Linked DNA regions of Sus scrofa: region 1 is linked to region 2. Evidence: chromatin contacts called from public HiChIP or PLAC-seq data. All regions are on one chromosome and are shown on one strand. Each heading gives the region's core, a stretch centred on a gene start, on an enhancer-like site or on the middle of the called end of the contact. The rest is flanking DNA. Distances are from core to core; before and after follow the strand shown. Region 1 holds the start of TSC1 (hamartin). Region 2 holds the start of SETX (probable helicase senataxin).

Evidence for each region. HiChIP or PLAC-seq counts read pairs in DNA pulled down with a chosen protein or histone mark.
Region 1: an H3K27ac HiChIP or PLAC-seq map of skeletal muscle shows a contact between it and region 2, with 4 times the contacts expected there. The contact joins the promoter of TSC1 here to the promoter of SETX in region 2. A contact is called at or near these places in 1 of 5 promoter capture datasets (fetal skeletal muscle), 1 of 47 Hi-C or Micro-C datasets (heart right ventricle) and 2 of 2 datasets of contacts at active chromatin or transcription factors (alveolar macrophages and skeletal muscle).

What each region holds. Positions count from the first base shown.
Region 1 is chr1:272,683,917-272,687,819 of Sscrofa11.1, forward strand. It overlaps TSC1 (hamartin), which reads right to left and starts at 2,032. Exons shown (of 24, transcript XM_021070814.1): 1 at 1,951-2,032. It overlaps LOC110256471 (a long non-coding RNA gene), which reads left to right and starts at 2,301. Exons shown (of 3, transcript XR_002338027.1): 1 at 2,301-3,204.
Region 2 is chr1:272,169,519-272,173,513 of Sscrofa11.1, forward strand. SETX (probable helicase senataxin) reads right to left here and starts at 1,338. Exons shown (of 26, transcript XM_021070661.1): 1 at 1,206-1,338; 2 at 147-261.

The DNA of each region.
Region 1 (3,903 bases), core at 782-3,281, 520 kb after region 2:
GGGACATTCCAATTTAAGGAAAATAAGAACGCCTGTAGTCACCTAAGACTCTGTCTAACTAGGAATTTAGGAACCTACCAAAGTCTTTGTGACACCAGGAAAAGCATGAGGCAAGGAAGGCTTACATCATCTGCCTCGCCACACACGTGATATAAGAGTGTTTGGGATAAGATATTCACTTTGGTAAAAGGATATTTTCCATTTACATCTTCTATAAATACCCCTTAAGTTTATACCAGGTGGTTAGAGGAAGATGCTGCAGCTCCCCAGGGCAATAGCAAAGAATGTTTCAGTGTTTCTGAGGAGCCTCATTTGCCTGATGCATGACTGTTAAAGGTGCATTTCCCTGCACAACCCTAAATCAGTTTCCACATTTGCATACTCCAGGTTTACTCCAGAATGTTCAACTTAAGAATCACAGGTGGTTGTTCAGTAAATCAGGGGCTCCCACAAGGGTCGGGTTCATAATGCTTCTTGAAATTTACAGCTCCACTTTGCCAGGAGGTTTGAATTCAGGCGACTCCAAGTTGATCCCAAAATTATAAATCAGTATCTCAGAAGAGTATTATTCTATTTTAGTACTTTTACAGCTTACTCTATGTAAAGGGAAGTGCTATTTCTATGCTTTCTATTAAAAATCCAGCAAGGATTTTTAGCAAGGCTCCCTTCTGCAGTAAATGCATCAGTTTTATGAAAACAGCAAACACTTTCCAGCCTAATTTAGACTAACATGTTTACAGGCACTATACTGCCATCCCAAACAAAAGCTCTGGTATATAACCAAGTGCACCTCTCTCCAAAATCACGCACACGCGCGCACACAAACGGTCACTTATGCACAAACCTAGGCCAACTGATTAATTCTAACCACCTAATTAGAATGACAGACTAGCTTGGATCAAATAACAGATAAATTAGTCATGTGAGTACAAATAAAGATAGGAGCATAGTCTTGGAATCAGCTGGACCCCAGTTCGAGTCCTGGTCAGATCATCTTAGGAGGAGCAACCTTGGACAAGGCACCCTAACATCTCTGGGCCTCAGTTTCTCCATCTGAGTAATGGAGTGGCTGCCTCTCCTCTTTGTCTTGGGGGCCAAAGGAGACGATGACTGCAAAGCACCTCCACCGGGGCTGCTCCATAAACAAGCTGTGGTTAGCAGGCAGGAGCCCCCCATCCCTACCTCCGAATCCAAAACACATGAAGCAAAAACTCTAACGGGAAACACAAAGAAAGAGCTTTAATTCTAAAGGTCTCTCGGACTGCGGACTCCTCACCCTCCAGTTCCTCAAATGAATGAATGAGCGTCTAGGAGTGGCTCTGCACACCGCTGTCTCCTAAGAACCACCTCTGCTGACTCGAAGGTAACTGTCTTTCGTCGTCGATTACACACCCACAAGCACACCTGGAGCGAGGCACTCCGGTCGTGCACCTTTCGGCGGAGACGCCGAATCCCGGCGGGTCCGCGATGCCCACAGGCAGCCTCCATTCATTCCCCGCCCCCTACCCTTGACCGCTCTCCTCCAGCCCCGGGACCAGCCCCACCACCCGGCCTCTCCCCTCCGGCGAGGGCCTCCCCCCGCTCTCCGCACCCCGCGGGAACCTGTCACCCCACCAAGCGAGGGGCTGGCGAAGGGGCCCACCTCACCCCTGCCGTCGGCACCGCGGCCTGGGGGGTGCAGCCGTCCCTCCGCCGCCGAGGAGGGCGAGGCGCCGGCCGGGGCCGCCTCTCCTCCCTAGAGACCCTCCAGCCCCGCCGGGCCCGGCCACAGACTGCGAGTAACAAGAGGGAGGGGAACGCTCTCCGAAACCCCCTTCCCGGAGTCCCTTCCCCGGCAAGTGGGCCCCTTGCCCCAGCCCCGCAGGGCCTCCCGGACTAGGGTCATGGTGCCAGGAATGCCCCGAGAAGCCCCCGTGAAAAGGAGGGGGGGACACCCCCATACTCACCCACCGTCTCCTCCCCCTCAGCTGTTTACCTCACAGTTCCTCCAGCCTACAGGGCGCCGCCATCTTGGACGTACAGCACCTCCCCCCGTCGTGAAATGCCCACAGCCGGCGGCAGCCTCCGCCACGAAAAAGAGTCCCCAGCGAGACGTCGCCTGCCCCTCGAGCCCGACGACAGATGACCGCGGCCTGCAGCCCCTTGGGACGGAAGAGGACGTCCTTTCTCATTCCTGACGGTGCTAACCGATCGAGAAAGAACCTAGAAGAGTTTGTGAGGCAGGGGGCGGGGACGGGCGGAAGGATTCCGAAAGGGGGCCGCTGAGAGATCTTGTGACTCCGAAGGAGGCAAAAAGAAGGCCGGCGCGGCGGGAGGAGCCACGCGAGAGAGCGAGGGGCGGGGCGGGTCACGTGGCCGGGCCCGGCGGGAGGGGCCGTGCAAGAGGCGTAAACAAGTTCTCCCGGCTGGGTGTGGTTGTGTGTCTGCTGCTTTTCCGATGCTGTGTCTCCGCTCACAGATCCGGGTGCCCCCGCTCCCGGCCCAGGGTCTCCCCGTTCCCGGCCGCAGAGCTGCGATCTTGTTTCCCAAGGAGCCAGTGGGTACCTCTGTGGAGGAAGGGTCTGCTTTAGATCTTTAAAGGAGTTCATCGCTAGGAAAGGAGCAAAGCTGCACCAGGGCAACCTCTGTCCTTCGCAGAGTATTTGCCAAAGCGCATCTCTGGGGCTGCGAAGAACCACGGTGGCTGCTAACCTCAGGTTGCTAACATTTCCGACGTTATGTGGAAAACCACCCTAAGCAGGGCAGGCATCTTTCGAAGCAGAACCCCTCCATTCGGTGCCTCCTCTGCTTCTTCCTAGCTGTGTAAATCTGCGCAAGTCTTGAGGTCCCTTGAGCCTCAGTTTCTTCCTCTATGAAATGGGCATGGTAACATGAGTGACGGGAGGATTCCTGGAGGAAAAGTATGGAGAGTGTTTAGCACAGTGACCCAGGCCAGGTAAAGGTGATGGTTGGTATCTGAGGCAGGTGATGGTGAGCGCTAGGCACCAAAGCAAAGCAAAGCAAAGAGGTGTGAGAGAGGCCGCAGAGAATGAGGTGACGTCCCACTGTGGGGTCTCAAAAGGCTTTTTGAAAGAGTGGGCCTCCTGCTGGGTTTTAAAAGAAAGGTAGGTTTCATGAAATAGAATCGGGAGAGGCTTCTGGGGAGAAAAGGGTATTCCAGGCCAAGAACCAAAGAAGCAAGCGGCTGGAGGCAATAAATGCTGGGTGAGTTATGGGAATAACAGGTTTGTCATGGGAACCAATTGAGTCACAATGCAAGGCCCCATATGGTTTAAGGGGCCTGCTCTCTGAGTGGTCAGCATGCTGGGTGCTGTCAAGGGGGCTGTCAGAATTCCAAGAGGCCTGGCGAGATCTGGGGTGGGGCTGCTCTTGGCCGGTATGGTGCCTTTGTGAGAAGTAGCAAAAGGCATGCCCTCTGGGCCCACAGCGCACGGGAGCAGAGACCCAGCTGTATTTTGACCCCTTCCCAAGCCTCCTGGGAGCCCTTGAGCAGTGCACAACTTTTCTAACTCTACTGGCTAATGGGGAAGGTGGGCATTGAGCTGGGAGTTCCACCAGCCTAAGAGGTCATGGTTCAGCAGACTAGTCTGAAGGCAGGTTTCTGCCCTTCTGCTAATTGGGGGAGCCTTAGTTTCCTCACCTGCAACATAGGGGTAATAGTCACGCCTACCTGGAGTTCCTGTCATAGCTCAGCGGAAACAAACCGGACTAGTTTCCATGAGGACGCGGGTTCGATCCCTGGCCTCGCTCAATGGGTTTAGGATCTGGCGTTTCAGCAGGCTGCAGCACAGATGGCAGACGCGGCTCAGATTCCACGTTGCTGTGGCTGTGGTGTAGACTGGCAGCTGTAGCTCCAATTCGACCCCTAGCCTGGGAACTTGCATGCGTCACAGGTGCAGCCCT
Region 2 (3,995 bases), core at 88-2,587:
GATGCAGCTCGGACCCCGCGTTGCTGTGGCTCTAGTGTAGGCCGGTGGCTACAGCTCTGATTCGACCCCTAGCCTGGGAACCTCCATATGCTGTGGGAGCGGCCCAAGAATTTGCAAAAAGACAAAATAATAATAATAATAATTACCTGCGGTAATAGCCTACAGAGAAGTTGTCCTTGTAGTCAGATCCCTGGGCTTATCTGACACTGGGTGAAGATTTACATTCATATATACCCAGACTCTGGCCCCAAATGGACATTTCTGAAAAAGCAAAACAAAAGAAATCGGAGGAAGTGGTTTTTATACTCTCTCTCTTATCTGAGTTTCACATCAACTCTTGACAAGTAAGAACCCAATACATTCATTTGATGAAAAGGCTCAAGCTTAGAGAACTTAAGACAACTCGCCTACAGGTCTACAAGTAATGAAGGAATGGTGCAACTGCCATTCGGATGCCACCGGGAGGAGGAGTTCCACGGGAGACCTCGTCCCCACTTCGGGGACAGAGGGGCACTTTGCCGAAGACTCCCATGAGCACATGCAGATACATTCAGCCCCAGGACGGCAACTAACTCATCTGCACCGCTGCAAACGGCAGACCCCGGCGTTCTCCGCCCTTCGAGCCTCGTGCCCGCTTCCTTTCGGGCCACATCGTCGCTCCCGGAAGGTGGGGAGGGCGGCAAAGTCCCTCCGGCTGGCTGTCAGCGCTCCCCCGCCTTCAGGTGGGGCAGGGAGGGCTCAGGTGGCCCCTCGGGAGAGGCCAGCCCTCCAGAGGCACGCGCTTCGGAGCAGAGGGAGGAGGGGGCGTCGAGCCGAGACGTACTTACTACACCGAGACCCCCACCCACTCCCGCGGAAACGGCGCAGCGCCCAGACCGCAGAGAGCTCACACGGGACCGCCGCGTAGACCACGCGGAGGACGCGGACGGGGAAGCCGGCGCCCGGGCCCGGGGTGTAGGAGGCAGCGGAGGGCCCCCCACCCCAGAGGGCTGGACGCCGCGCAGCTGCTCCCGCCGGCGGCGCCGCGCCTCTCGTCAGGGAGGCAGACCAGCCCGCGCCGCCCCTCCCCCGCCCGCACGGGCCTCGCGCGCCGCGACGGTTACTCCACGCGGCCCCGCGCGCGCGCGCGCACGCCCGCTGGGCCTGCGGCCTCGAGCCCGCCGCTCGCCTCACCCCGCTCGGCTTCGCGCCCGCCGCCAACCCACCGCCATGCCTCGGCTCAGCAGTCTGCGGAGGGCGGAAGTGCGGGCGCGCACTCCATCCCCACCGCCCAACCCACGGGCGCCGCGAGCGCAGGCCCCGCCCCCTGCGCGGCGCCGGCCGTCTCCAGGCCCCGCCCCAGCGGCCGCTCTCTTGTTTTGATGCCCCAAGGGGCGGGGCGTGGGAAGAGAGGCTCCCGGGCTCCGCCTGGAGGCCGGGAGGCCGGAAAGCCAGGCGCTTGCGTCACTTCCAGACTACCGGGCCAGCCAATCAGGAGCGTCCGTGAGGGGAGGGGGGGAGTTTGCAGCTGAGCCGGGAGCCCTGCCTGCACCGCCCCGGATCTCTCCAAGCATCAGCGGCGCCTCGACGCCCCTACCTTTGGACGCCTTACCCTCCTGCCTTTTCCCGTTCCGTCCTTTTTCTTCTGTTTTCGACGCCTCGGGTGCTTCAGCAGGGGGCGTAAGGGATAGGGAGGGGATTTTTTTTTTCCTCTTTAGATTTCCTTTAAAGACCTAAAATATAATATGTAATCAACAAGTAATTTGGGGAAAATATGTGTGTATACACACACACACTATATATATAGTATTATGGAAAAGGGATACATTACGTTAGACAACTATAAATGTAATAAAGTGCCTTAGGTAATAAAAAAATACTTTTGGAGACAGAAAGGTAAAAAGAATTTATAAAGGGATACGTTTTAAAAAAGAAAGAAAAACCGGAGTTCCCGTCATGGCACAGCAGAAACGAATCCGACTAGGAACCATGAAGTTAAGGGTTCCATCCCTGGCCTCGCTCAGTAGGTTAAGGATCTAGTGTTGCCGTGAGCTGTGGTGTAGGTCGCAGGCAAGGCTCGGATCCCGAGTTGCTGTGGCCTAGGCTGGCGGCTACAGCTCTGATTCTACCCCTAGCCTGGTAACCTCCGTATGCCCCAGTGCCCCCTAAAAGGATTAAAAAAAAAAAATTAAGAAGAGATTAACTATCCGCTGGAGAAGAAACAATACAGAATGTGATAGTAAACCCCCCTCGAAAGCCTATCCATTTTTTTTTTTTTAAACGCATAATACAGACTTTAACGGTGGGGCATCACCACTAGCCTCCTATTTTATTAATAGAGGAGAGGAAAAACAAAATAATTACTGGTTCCGATCAAGGCTCTAAAGGAAAGAAGAGGCTGAGATGGGCCCGATGCGGACAGGCCTGGCAGCGACGACCGCGCCGAGGAGAACCCTAACCGAAGAATGAGAGGGCTCGCCGGGGAGAACGGGGAAGGCACCTGCCGAGGGAACGTTCCAGAAAGGGGGTGGGGCCGGTCGGGAAGCCCGGACAGCCGTTAGGGGACTTGACCAACCCCAGGGGCTGAAGTCCGAGCGCGAGGTCAAGACCGTTATTTTCCTCGCTTCTAGATTTTTCTCTGCCCGGTGAAATGTTGAAGCCACATTCACATCCCGCGTTGCAAAGAGTTACAAAACCGAAGCTATATTGCGTTTTAAGTTGTGTATATATCCGTTCAAAAATAATATGCTTTTGAAAAACAGGGATCTGGATGGCCATTGAAAAAAAGCTTTTTTTTTTTTTTAGAAAGAGAAACAAGTGAAGAACATCTTTTAAATTTTACCATTTATCTTTATACCAATACAGTCAAAAACACAATTTTTGATGTTTTTAAGAACGTGCCCATGAAGGCAGAAAGTGCCTAGCACCCACTGAAGTCATAATTCCATCCTGCCTCTGAGCCCGCTGTGAACTTTCCCTTATAATTTTATCACATACAACTTGGAATGGATTTACAATGAGATCCTGCTGAGTAGCATTGAGAACTATGTCTAGATACTTATATTGCAAGAGAACAAAGGGTGGGGGAAAAAATGTATACATGTAAGTGTAACTTGGTCCCCATGCTGCACAGCGGAAAAAATAAATTTAAAAGAAAGTAAAAAAAAAATAATTTTATCACATTTGTCTTTAACCTGTACATGTATTGTTTTTTGTGTTTAAATTTTAGGAAATTAGATGGCGTTTTTCTGCAATTCGCTTTTTACACTCAGAGAGTCATTGATCTTAGGTACTTTGTAGAGCCCAAACTTTACACAACTTGAGGCCTGGTCTTGATATTTAGTTGAAATAAATATCACACATTTCTAAACAGACAAAACTGGGAATCCTGTTGTGGCTAAGCAGGTTAAGCCTCAGACTAGTAAACCTGAAGATGCAGGTTCAATCCCTGGCCTTGTTCAGTGGCATAAGGATCCAGCCTTGCTGCAAGCTGCATTTTTAGATACATATTGTAAGTTTTATGCGTCAGTATTTTAGGTCAAATTTTTAGTGCTTTTTCCAGTATGATCATTTGACTCACTTTTCATCATTTGGATTATCAACAATCCCGGAACATATTACTAGTTATTTTTATCTCAAATGGACCTATTCTTAATTACTAAATTTTTGTTTTAATGATTTCTAGTGATTTCATCATCATTAATTTTCACTTTTGCCTCATATTCCATTATTTTTGTCAACTTTCTATAATTTACATACAATTTACTCAATAAAATACATACTTGATGTATATGGTTGAGGATTTTTTTTGGTTTTTTGGATTTTTTTTTTGCTATTTCTTTGGGCCGCTCCCACGGCATATGGAGGTTCCCAGGCTAGGGGTCCAATCGGAGCTGCAGCCGCCGGCCTACACCAGAGCCACAGCAACGCGGGATCCCAGCCGCGTCTGCAACCTACACCACAGCTCACGGCAACGCCGGATCGTTAACCCACTGAGCAAGGGCAGGGACCGAACC